Regions from separate parts of the Sus scrofa genome. Here region 2 is linked to region 1. A link is a contact called in public promoter capture Hi-C data. All regions are on one chromosome and are shown on one strand. Each heading gives the region's core, a stretch centred on a gene start, on an enhancer-like site or on the middle of the called end of the contact. The rest is flanking DNA. Distances are from core to core; before and after follow the strand shown.

Evidence for each region. Promoter capture Hi-C pulls out the DNA fragments that hold promoters and counts their contacts.
Region 2: a promoter capture Hi-C map of liver shows a contact between it and region 1, with 4 times the contacts expected there. The contact joins the promoter of SMC5 here to the promoter of APBA1 in region 1. A contact is called at or near these places in 1 of 5 promoter capture datasets (liver) and 1 of 47 Hi-C or Micro-C datasets (embryonic fibroblasts).

Annotation. Positions count from the first base shown.
Region 1 is chr1:222,986,877-222,993,357 of Sscrofa11.1, reverse strand. It overlaps APBA1 (amyloid beta A4 precursor protein-binding family A member 1), which reads left to right and starts at 3,360. Exons shown (of 13, transcript XM_021064677.1): 1 at 3,360-3,612.
Region 2 is chr1:223,556,876-223,563,279 of Sscrofa11.1, reverse strand. SMC5 (structural maintenance of chromosomes protein 5) reads right to left here and starts at 3,009. Exons shown (of 24, transcript XM_021064744.1): 1 at 2,678-3,009. The coding sequence starts at 2,874.

The sequences.
Region 1 (6,481 bases), core at 2,111-4,610:
TAAAATCCTCAAGAAAAACCTCATTACCCAAAGATTATTGAATATTTGCTCTATATACAACCTCAGTTCTTAACTTAAACTCAAGGACTAAGAGAGAAAAAAGGTAATTGCTAAGGAATATGAAACCAAGGAAAAGTATATACTGCTACCAAAAGAGACATGTTCTGTTTGCGCTGTCGAGAATCCTAACAGGGGTTGAACAAGGACATGATCACACTCTTGTGAAGCTTGAATTTAGTGAATCTTGGGCTCTTCGGGTCTTTCCTGACCAAAAGAAACCTAAATGAGTAAAATTTCATGGATCCCTGCCCTCTCACCAAGGGGCAAACAGTGCCTGTCCCAGTAAGATACACTCCTAGGTACAGGGCAGGGTTATGGAGTTCAGGAACTCAGAGATCACACTGAAGAAAATTATCTTTGAGTCAGTGGGAGGCCAATTTGAGTTTGCTTATAATAGGAGGCTCTAAATTGGCATGCACAGAGACTTCTGAACCATATGTAGTGGTGGACAAGGCCTGAATTTAAACCCAAGTCACTTGGGACAATGTCTATAGTATTATTACCTGCTACAATGGATGGCAAGGTGCCAGTATTCTATATACTGACTTCTGAAACATTGAACAGCAGTTCTGACCCTTGTTAAAAGTAGATGAGTACAAGCATCTGAAGTGGCTTATAAGAATACTTATAATAAAGTAGAAAAATGCCAATAAAGCAGGCACAGGAAAATTATCGATAGAAAACAAGACCAAACGAAGAGCTGTGACATAGACATGAATGTTATATGCATCTACCCATTTCCTAGACTGACCTACAAATTTGGCTTCAGTTTCCTGCCAGCCAAGGCACAAAGAGTTCTCTGATGACCTAGTGGTTAAAGATTCGGTGTGGTCACTGCCATGGTACGGGTTCGATCCCTGGTCCAGGAACTTCCACGTGCTGCAGGTATGACCAAACAAAGTACAAAATAAGCAGAAAGATCTCTGAGGAAGGAGTTCCCATCATAGTGCAGCAGAAACAAAACTGACTACTATCCATGAGGATGGGGTTCTATCTCTGGCCTTGTTCGGTGGGTTAAAGATTTGGTGTTGCTGTGGCTGTGGTGTCGGCCGGCTACAGCTCTGATTCACCCCCTAGCCTGGAAACCTCCATATGCCATGGGTGTGGCCCTAAAAAGAAAGATTGCTGAGATAACAAACCAAATGGCACCAAGTGTATGCACAGAGAAGAGCCTGTCACTCAGAACCTATATCCCCTTACTGAATCTGAAATTCTAACAAGATTAATTTCCTTCCTAAAACCACAGCTGATTAAAAGTAACAAAATAGGGACTATCATAGCAAGGCACTCTGAAAAGCCTCCAAACTGGTATGTATGAAGGCAAGAACTAAAAATAAGCAGAAGAACAGGCAGTGTAAAAACTAAAAACCCTAAATACTCACCAAGTAATAGGCAGGAGTGTGTCAAGGGTTCAGCATCTCTCTGCCCTGGACCCTGACCTTCATGAATCACTTCTTCAGACAGCTACCTCACAAATCTTTCAGGAACTGATATGTGATCATGATCACACACTTCCAACACTTACAGCCTTTCACTGACTTCCAAGGTTCACAGGATAAAATCCTTATTTAAAGAGGCCCATAAGGTTCTACAGGTGTGGCTGCTGCTGCCTGCCTCCCTAGCCCTTTCTCATTCCCTCTCACTTCAGCCCCACCTGCGTGGGCTTCTACACATTTCCTTCTGTCTGCCTGGAAGAGTCTCAGTGCTGCCTCTCCTAGATAGCCTGGAAGATCATTTCCCTGGAAAGCCTAACCCAATCCTGGAGTTATATTAGGTTTCGCTATAAACCTTTAGCACCTTTGCAATTGAGAATGGATCACAGTTGCACTTATTAGTCTAATTAATATCTGTTTCCTCCATTGTACTGTGAACTCTGGGAGAACAAGGGCCCTATCTAGAATATACGTCGAATAAATATTTGCTGGGGGGAAGAAAAAGAATTATGTAAGGTCACAGTACAAGTATCCTTGTAGTATATAATATTTCGATTTTAGTAAAAGATCTTTTTGAGGAGGGGGAAGCTATTAATTAGTTATTAAAGCCAAAAAAAAAAAAGATTCATTACGCAGTGGAATGTAAATTCATATGAATTTTAAAGCTAAAACACAAGACTTCAAGAATACATCAGACTACATCCAGATTTCTGGCAGTATTTTGGTTAAAATAATATGTAAACATGGTGTATGTAGCAAGAGATTCCTTTCCCAAGAGCTCCAGATAATCAAGGCTTATCTTCATTTTACTAGATGAGAATATGTGTATGAAGATGGCTTTGCAAACTATAAGGCTTTGTGCAAATATCATTTATTATTACTGAGAAATCTGTGAAGAGAAATGATTTCGCTCATAATACATTGCCAATTATAGGTGAGGCTGTCGACAGAGCCCAAGTCCCCTGAGGCCTGTCTATCCCACTGCTTTTCATTAACGCACAGCACCTGACACCTGGTTCCTGCTGCTAAGGCTCCCCCCCACCCCCACTCTTATTCCCTCCCAAGCATATCTGGGACTGATGCCCTAAGCTAGGCTCAAATACAGTCTAAATTCTGACCAACCAGAACTGAGAAGCAGGTAGAAAAATTAAGCCGAGCATCTCCCGGCAGAAGCTTTCTGCTCTTCCCCCAGGAACGGACTCTTCCCCTCAAGGGCGGCAAACGCGGCCCGTTTAGCTCCAGCTCAAACCCGAGCGACTCGCCCCCTGGCGGCGACAACGCAGGACTGCAGCGCTTTCCGAGACGCCAGCCACCCTCTTTTCTGAAGGGGTCTTGTGCAGCCGCGGGGCAGCGAAATGCAGGCAGGGCCGGAAGAAGAGAAGCTCGGTAGTAACTCAGCAAAGGGAACACCCCTCAGGAGCCAAAGCAGCGGCCCGACCTCGTGGTCCCACAGCGCGGCCCATCCTGTCGGGGAACCCCCTCTGGGCTTCCGCCGAGGAGGCGGGGGTGTCCCCATCAGTCCCCTCGCGGAGACAACCCCACGTCACGCTCAGTGCGCCCGGCCAGCAGCCAGAGGAGAGAACAGGAGGTCCGGCGGGGCCCACGCACTGCAAGACGCCCCTGCCCGAGCCAGGCACTTAAGAGCGACAAGAGGCAGCAGAGCCAGGCACGCCCACCCGCGTCGGGACCGGGGCGCTTCAGAGGCGGCGCGTGGAGGACACCGCCCAACTGCTTAGGGCTCGCGCGCCGCGCGTGCGCGCGGGTGGGCGTGGGAGGCAGGGCGCTCCTAGCACGCGGCGTGCGCGCGCGCGCTCCCCGGGGCACCCTCCCTCTCCAGCCGGCCGGCTCGGCCCCGGCGCGCGTCACGAGGGGCGGGCGGCGGGCGGGAGGGTGGGGAGAAGGGGGTGGGGCCGCGGGACCGAAGGGGCCCGAGCGGCGGCTGCAGAGCCCTAGCCCGAGATTGGCGAGGGAGGCTGAGGTCGTGGCGGCGGCGGCGGGAGAAGATGGTGGCAGTAGAGGTAGGAGCGGCTGGAGTGGAGCTTTATTCCCAGGCTTGGCACCAACGCTGTCATTAGCGCCGCCTGCTCCCGCGGGCCCGCGGACCCAGCTGTCAAGCAAGGTACCACCGCCAGGGAGGGGTGGGTGAATGGGGGCTCTCCGGCGCTGATGCTGCCCCCGACTGAGCCCCGGTCCTAGCGGAAGGGTGCCCCCGGGCGCGAGAGGAGCTGCGAGGAACAATAGTGCGGATAAGAGGGGACAGCCGGCGACATCCAGAGGGCAGTGCCTTTAGCCACGGAGCTAACGGGGCGGGGGAAGGAGGCGTTGAGAATTGGGATGCCGGGTGTCCGGTGCTTGCTGAAATGCAGTGCTTTGGGGACAGCGGCGGGCCTGATGACAGTCATGGCAGGAGTGTGTGTGTGTGTGTGTGTGTGTGTGTGTGTGTGTGTGTAAAAGGTAGAGCCTAAGGGATGGGGATGGCGAATGAAAGGTGTTGGGGGACGACATTTCCAGGAATCCCCGCTAGGAACCCTCAGCTCTTGGCTGACTGTGAAAAAGAGTGTGGTGATGGCAACGATGAAGTGGGCAGGAGGCACTTGGTGTGTGAATGTGGAGGGAGACAGCAGGGTGGGTGCGGATTTGTAAAATACCATGTGTGTGAATCTGTGTATGTGTGTGATTGTGTCCACGCTCCTCAAACTGCTCTCCAAATCCAGAGATCTGCGGGTGCCCCGACTTGCTGTCACCCGTTTACTGTGGGACACTGTTTGTTATTTCCATCCTGCAACTCTGAGTACCTTCTCTGTTCTGCTCCTGCCCCGTGGATGGCCGGGTGTGGGGATTCTCACTTCTCCTCACTCACCCTCACTTCCCCCTGTTCTCACATGTCTTTTGACATGGGGATGTGGAAGTGTGACTGTGGCTTTGGACCCATGGCAGAGAAAGAGGGTAATGGTTACCCTTTCTGGGCTTTCTGAAAGGTTTTGAGGGGAGCTTCCATCCTGTGACACCTCTCCTCTGTTCAGCCCCTGCTCTGTAAGGGTCTTAGATGCCCTGACACTGCAGTTTCTATTGTTTATCTCTGGTCTGACCTGAAGGAGAAGGGTCTTTAATGGCCACATCCCTCTCTCTTTCCCCCAACTTTGAATGTCAACTAGACCTTCTTCTTCCACATTTAAATACTGGAAATCTTATGGCTGAAGAATATGGTCTTTATGTTTATTCTTGTAGCATGAACTCTAGATGTGTGTATAAGAGATGGGAGGGGTGGTATTTAAAAGACGAAAAGATCCTACTGAGAAATATTTGGTACCCTCCTTGGTCAACGTCACACAGGCAGGGCGTTTTCCTTAGGAAAAGGGATACTTTATTTCTACTCCTGGTGTCATCTACTCTTCCAGGCTTCACAATGACTAGGTGGTACCATGTATTATTCCAGAACTGAAATCCCCCAAGACTCATGGTGGTGAGGTCCCAGGTCAGTGCGTAGTCAATGTAGCCTGCTAGTAGGGAATTTGGAAAATGTCAGGCTGGGAATAAGTCACCCAGTGGGAGCCAGGACACAGAATTGCATCCAGAGTCAATAGCTGTTTAATTGTCTCTGCGTGATAAAGATAGGCTTGTGTGGGGCTGGGTAGAGAGCGATAGGAAGGGAGATAGCATATTCATATATGTGTCCACTGCAGTTTGGCTCCCTGCTCCTGTGTTTCTCCTGCGGTATTTATAGAAATGAATGTACCTTTCCACTTAGTATCTTGATATTTCTTTATTAAAATGTCATGAGACTAGATTAACCTGCTTAGAACATATTTTAATCATAACACCTTAAATTCTACTGCATTGCTGTCGGAATCCAAACTGGCTGCCCTGATCCTTTTGAAAAGCCTGTAAGCAGTCATAGCTACACAAGTAAGTATACAACACATTGGCATCAGAGCTTTCTTTCTCTTTAAAAAAAAAATCGTTTTATTTTCTTTTTGCAGGAGTTGCATTGAAAATAATAATAGGAAAATAATAATAGGGCTGTCCACATATTTTTTTTCTTCCCATTTATCTTCTCTTAATTAATGATGATCTGTAGATCGGGTTTTCTTGGAGCTGTGAACATTAAATTTCCCACGTCAAGTCAAGTCTTGTAAAATTTTAATGGGAGGTTGTTGGACTGCATCCAGGATTTAAGGATAGATTTATAAAAATGAATTTTAATTCTTAGTTCTTCACTCTCATTAGTTCTGCTGATTTCTTCCTGAGAAAAGTACTTTGGAGTGTAAAAGGCATTCTCAGAGGTTTTGGATTTTCTAAAAAATAGTTGGCATCTTTATATCTGCAGGTAAAATTCAGAGATGTAAATGTCTAATAAGACAGTTTAAGAATATTATTAATTATCAAGATAAATAAACTGTTTTGAAAAAGAATAATTATACAACAGCACAGTTGATGACTCAAGAATTAGTGATTTTCTTTCTGACATAACTGTGATAATTTTTAAAATGCACTACTTAGCTTCCTAAAGTTGGGACTATTAAGGTTAATGATATAGCTTGAATCCTGTAATTCAGTCTGAGAAATAGTTGTACCTTTTGCTGTGGTCTGCAGCAAGCCATTTGTTTTGCATGGATGCATTCTCTTCATTTAAAGAAGCCTTAATTCTTTTCCTTGCCACCATTGGGTCTCTTAAAGAAGTATATTTTTCGGAAGACTTAGAAATAAGGGACATTTGAAAATCGACCTATGAGGGCAAAAGGAATAAACCCTGGTACCATGAGGAGGTGGGACTTAACTTCCACAAGGAAAAAGTAATTGTTCTTAAAATTGAGAGAATTTCATGCCCCAAAATCCAAAGTTAACCCTTTGGGTTACTGTCATTAATTTACAAACATGTTAGTTGCCTACAACATCTCAGGCACTGTATGCTTTTGGATAGGGCTCAGGAAATGTTATGAGGCCTGGAGATTTGAGGAATAAGGAGACTTAGATCCTGCCTGGAAGGA
Region 2 (6,404 bases), core at 1,760-4,259, 570 kb before region 1:
CTTTTCCATCTAAAGCCACTCTTGCGGTCTCTTAGTGAATGACATCAAGGCATTAGTTTTGCATCATCTTTGATTCTTACCTTCTCCTTCACCTCTATCCACACTACCACTCCTTCATCCAATCACCAAATCATGTTGGTAGAGAAACAAATCTGACATTACTTGTTTAAAAAAAAGAGAAAGAAAAATAGGACCCTTCATAATTTAGCTCTAACTCATCTTTTTCTACTATCTTCTTCCTCTATGCTCTAATAAGACCTCTAAATTCAATCCGTAAAGAATTTCCTTCAGTTTCTCGACTATCCCTTATGCTTCCTTCTTTTTCTAAGCCTTGTGCACACTATTCCTTCTGCCTAGCACTCTCTCTCTCCACTCTCAATCCCATTTGACTTGGGAAATCCTTTCCTAGACTACTCTCTCTGGCCATTTTGGTTTTCTATGCCTCAAAGACCTCTCCACTGTGAACATAAAACAAAACTTCACCTAGCTTTGCACTTTCCAACTACCTTTTCTTGCTCCTCTTCACATTCAAGCTATATTTCCCCACGTTCATTCACACTTCTATTACTTAGTTTTCTGCCTACACGACTTCATCAAAGAGTCAAAGATTTCCTAACTGCTAAATGCATGGGTTCTTTTCTCTCCTGTAATCTGAATTCAAAGTAGCAAATGATGTTTTTGGATCTTTTTCCTTGGCTTCTTTGATAATACTCTCCCACAGTTCTCCTCTTACTTCTCTGAACAGTTCCTTCTCAATCTGTGAGATATGCCTGGCCTTAAATACAGGGATTTCTCCAGGACTCTGTACTTGGTCTTCTATTCCCAATCATATTTCCTTTTGGGCAATTTCAACCATTTCTGCAATTTCAACAACCACTTATATGCATGATTTCCAATTCTCTCTCCTGTTCACATTTTCCAGTAAGCTCCAAACACTTAGAAATATTGCCTATAGGAGTTCCCTTGTGGTACAGTGGGTTAAGGATCTGGTGTTGCCATGGGAGTGGCTTGGGTTGCTGTTGTGGCATGGGTTTGATCCCCGGCCTGGGAACTTTGCATGCTGTGGGTACAGCAAAAAACCAAAAACCCTCCCTACAGAAATCTTTTAGATGTCCCACAGGAAACTTCAAGTCACAGGTTCCAAAAGGCATTTATTATCTTCCCCAAACTGTTCCTTCTACTGAATACCACTATAAATGTCCAATTCTCCAAGGCAGAGACTTAAGAAAAATGCTGCATCCTCCCTTACTATCATGCCTCACAAATAATCTGCAGCCGGACCCTGTCAAATCTCTTCTTTCTGCTCCCACTTTCCAGCGTTAGGGTCAAACTCTGAATCATCTCTGCCCTTGTATTGTAAAAGCCTTGTTGCCTTCACTTTTGCACCTTTTCTAAATGATCCTTCACAATGCTGCTGAAGTAATATGTCACATGTCATGCATGCACTTAACCTGGCAACCTACAGCATAGAACTGGAATTCCTCAGCATAGGAAACACAGACCCCCAAGAGTTGTCTTCAGTATAAACCCTGTTCACATATTCACATCCTGTGCTCTAACCATATTAAAATACTGGAAACTTCTTAATCATAACCATTTCAGGTAATTCCTTCTGTCAGCAATGCTCTTCCTTTTTAAGAATGTCATAATCTCCAGTACAAAGCCCTTCTCACAGTTGTGGACAAAATTAACCATTTTAGCCATTGCTCCCCCCTTGCATCCTGATGCACATATGTTATTAAGGCAAATACTTCGTTTGATTATATTTATCTTTCCTGATTTGGATTCAAACAACAATTCCGCTACTTATTAGCTGTGTAAACGTGGGCAAATTAACCTCTGAGCTTATCAATGGAAATAATATAAAGAGTTGTTACCAGGAAAGAATGAGAGCATTGTGTAAATAAAGCACCTACTTCTATAGCACATGACAGATGTTTGAAAAATAATGTTAGTAATGTTACTGCAATTCTGTTTTCCCTATGTTACTCTGCGCAAGCTTAAAAAAAAATAAATCTTAAATGAACTTTAAGGTGCTAAACAGATACACGGTATTTGTGTTAAAACATATTTAAAAATTCTACAGTGAGTATTATGGTTAGTTGTCTGAAGGGATAAAAAAGGAACCAGAAAGCCAGATTTGAAAGGGTCAAGGGTCTTCTGGGAGCGCAATAACTGAGAGTAAGGCTTAATTTTCAGGTACATTTCAACCTCCATTAGGAAACCTTCACCATCTTTGTCCACCTAGCAACTGCCTACTCTTCACGAATCTGTCACGGCATCACTGCCGTTCTGATTTAACTGTTGCTTCCTCTGAGTTCCCAAGAACCACAGTTTTGCCAATTACAGATTACGTCCTACCTCTACAGGCTGTGACTCCCAGGGGGCAGAGATCGAATCCCTACTACGTCCACTGCCCGCCATATGACGTCTTCAAACAACATTGGCGTTAAGAATTAAAAAAAAACATATCACCCAAGACACACTCCTACCACATCGACACACACGTCAATCTTCATGGCCGACGAATAAAACTCCTGACGGCAATCTCAGCACGAATTTACTGTTAAACCCACAAGCCAGGCACACATCCACCCACCTACCCCTGCACGCATGCAGCCTGCGCCCCCAGCCCGAGGGCCCGCTCGCCTCCCCAGCCCGGCCTCTGGCCACTCACAGGAAGTTCTCCATCGCGATGCGGACGATAGAGCCTTCTACGAAAGGCCCTGAAGACTGCAGCGGCAGTGGAGGCGGCGCCGCCGGCGGGGCCGAACTCTTTTTCTTGCTCGGGACCTCCGACGAGGGATCTCTGGGGAGAGCTCTCTTGGAGGCCAGGGGGATTGGTGTAGACGTTTTCTTGCTCGGTGTCGCCATTCTGGCTTCCTTTCCTTCTTGAGCTGGCTTCCGTTCCCACCGACCTGCAGCCCCTGCGCTCCAGCGCCCGGCTCCCGCGCGACCTGCCCTGGCGCGCGACTCCCCCACCCCCTGCCGGGAGCCCGCCCTCGCGCCTGCGTAGTTGAGATCGCTGGCGTCAGCGGTCACGCACCGCCCAGTGCTGGGCCTGGAAGGCCGAAACCCTTGCGAAAGCGGGGGTGGAGCTGGGGGAAGCTGCTTCCGGTCACTTTTCTCTATGTCTGTATACTTTGAGAAGTTTTGTTTTGGTTTTGTTTTTTAACTCAAAAAAAGACATCAGTTGCATTTAGTATTTTGAAAGCCTTTTCAGTGCTCTGAGGAAACATCCGGGAGAGAAAGGAGGACGGTGTTTGTGATGGCACCTCGTGTGGGCAACGTCAGACCCCATTGGTGATGCTCGGAGTCTGCCCTCGGTTCGGGCCTCTTCGTCTTCTTTCTTTGTTTTCAAGCAGGTTCCCATGTCCAAAAAGAAAGAAAAGAAAGGAAACTCTTCCAAATGGCTCTATGCCTTCCTCTCTCTTAAAGCATGGCGCTATGGTCTCCTGCACTCTCCAACTGGTAGAAAGACTGCACCACACAGATTCTCCTCATTGACTGTCCATCCCCTCGTTAATTCCCTTTTAAGACTCCCTCCCTCGAAGTTTCCGGAAACCCCGGAGCTCCCTGGCATGGTGTAGAGGGTGTTCCACTTAAACTGGCTCACATTTGTCTAATTAACCTCCCTTTTAAGATGAGCTTCCTGCGACCTACTTATGTGTCATTCCTCAACTGATAATGTCTAATCTACCAGAGGCTGGGTTGTGGCCTTGAGGGAGTGAGTGGAGAGATAGAAAAAGAACAAGTTAACCTAATTTCTGGCGGAGATAGATGCTCAGAAGAGAAAAACAGAATGAATGTGATGGAGAGGCAGGGAAGGCCTGTCAGAGGGAGTGATATTTGGGCTAAACCCTGAAGGCGAAGAAAGAGCCAGGTGTGGAAATAAGAAAAGAGCATTCTGGGCAAAGACAAAGGCTGTGGTTGGGGGAGTAAACCATGGAAGGAGTTAACAAAGGGAAGGCTGGCAGTAGAACCCTGATTTCTGACTCCTGGACCAATGCTCCTTTTCCAGGTTTCTGATTCTTTCTCTCACAGGAGTGAAATCCACGCTCTCAAAGTTATAATCAACGAAAAAATGAGTTGGAAAAACATGTAAAATTTTCATGGTTATTAGGAAAAAAATATATATTTATAAAATTTTGACTTTGCTTGCAGCATGAAGTTCCCAGGCCAAGGATGTAACCTGCACTATAGCTGTAACCACGGCAGTGACAATTCTGGATCCTTAAGCTGCTGAGCCACCAAGGAGCTCCACAAAAAAATTTTAAATAGAAATTAAAGAAGAATTTTGAAACTTCTGAACAGGAAATAATAAAGATAGTGTTTAGGAGGGCACTATACCGTTATATGCTACACTGCTAGTAGAAATTGTTTGAAAAGTAACTTGGTACTCTGCTTCAAGAGCCTTTGATGAGTCAATTTCTTTGGAGAAATAGTTGTATTTGGGAAAATCTACCCTAATAGTAAAATAATACAGGCAGCAGTAATAGGAGTTAAGAGTGGGGAACCAATATAACCATCTTTATACCATCAACAGTTCTTCAGTGAATTAATCAAATTATGCTTATAAACTTGAAAGTTGGGAAAGGGCCTCTGAACTTGTGATGACCCCACAAATGTGCACACACTATGCGTTCTTGCCTGAGCACCGCCAGTCATGCTCTACCACCATCTTTTGAAAAGGAAAATGTTACTGGTTTTGCTTCTAACCACAAAAGCAATAAGTGTTAAATGCAGAAATTTGGGGGACACAGAAAAAAACATACACAAACGGAAAACTTATAATTCCTCTACCCAGACTAATCACTGTTAAGATTTTGATGTGTTTTAACATCCTCTTTCCATATGTATATACTATGGTCCTTCTGTGTTAAAAAAAAAAAATACTGCACAAATTATGTATCCTGTTATTTAACCTTTTTCTCAATATATTATGAATATCTTTCCATGCCATTAAGTATTTTTCTGTGACATAGTTTCAACTATATAGTATTCTATCAAACAAATATACTGTAATTGATTTAAATACTTCTCTTTTGTTGGACTCTGTGTGACTGAAGTTAGCATGAACCAGGGATATGCTGGCATGTTACACTAGCTCAGTGCTTCCTACTATTGCTTAACAATTTCATGAACTCATAAAGGTAGACACATCTATCTTGCCACCTCTGGTTTCTTTAATTCTGCTGGTAAAAAATTGTCTTGAAAGGAGTAGTGTCATATAGGCAAAAGGAGAAGGTCTTTGGAAATAGAATATCTATTAATCAGAATCTGATGTTAATGAATGAATGAGTGAGCCACAATGGTTAATTCTACACACCCAGATCTTAAGACATCAGCTGAAGTCATCATGCCATCCTTGCTAGCTAACAGATGTGGCAAAGCAATTCTACTTAACTTTTTATTGACGAAGAAATAAGCGACCAGAAACCACTTTAAGCCATGGCCTTCCAATGCTATAGAAACTTTTAAAATTAACACAAACAAAAAGCTGGCAGAAAGGGGCAGGGTCAAAGTTATAAATATATTTCACCTAACCATCAGAGACTATCTTCTGTGTTCTCTTTCTTGGCTTCACTCCAAGCCCTAGGTAATGATGCCACAACAGCAAGAAGGTGGGGCAAGATGCATGGGATAGAACTCAGCTGTGGCAATCTCTGACCAAGAGTTTTCTCTTTCAGTTCTAACAAGAACCCTCTCAGGTTAACAAGAATAACCTCCTCTGGTTTATATACCAAGTGAGAAAGAATATTCCATTTTGATTTTTGCAAATTCATAAAGTGGAAAAGTGAACGCTTATGACTTGAAAGTGAGGGAAGAAGTCAAATGCTAAAACCTAAGTAAGTCCTTGTCTTCCCCCCACCCCACCCCACCCGCCCCACACACATGTACATACTTTCTAATCAGTCTAGTTAAGGACTGACAGGAAAGATCTAGACAGGGATGGGGGCTTCTGAAGACAATGAGCATCCTTCCCACAGGGAACTAAAACCCTATACAATAAGAATTGCTAGAAGTAAGAATACCTTACTTCTAAAGTTTTTTTTTTTAAGATTTTTATTTTCTCCATCATAGCTGGTTTACAATGTTCTCTCTACAGTTCTTAATTTGAAAATTTTTTTCTGACATCATACAGAAGTTGAAAACAAAAATATCTGCTTCTTCTTGTGTAGCAGAATTAGTATTGGAATTGGTTATAGTAATCACTATAGTGTTAGTAGTAATAGCCAATACTAACAGCATTGACCATGCACCAGCTACTGTTACAAGCACTTTTTCATACTTGTTTTTATGTTCTGGATCAACATCTCAACAGATTTACCTCTTTCTTGAATTGCAGTCTCTTGGATACAAAAACTAATTGAAAGACTCAAAAATTCTTTAGGAATTAATAT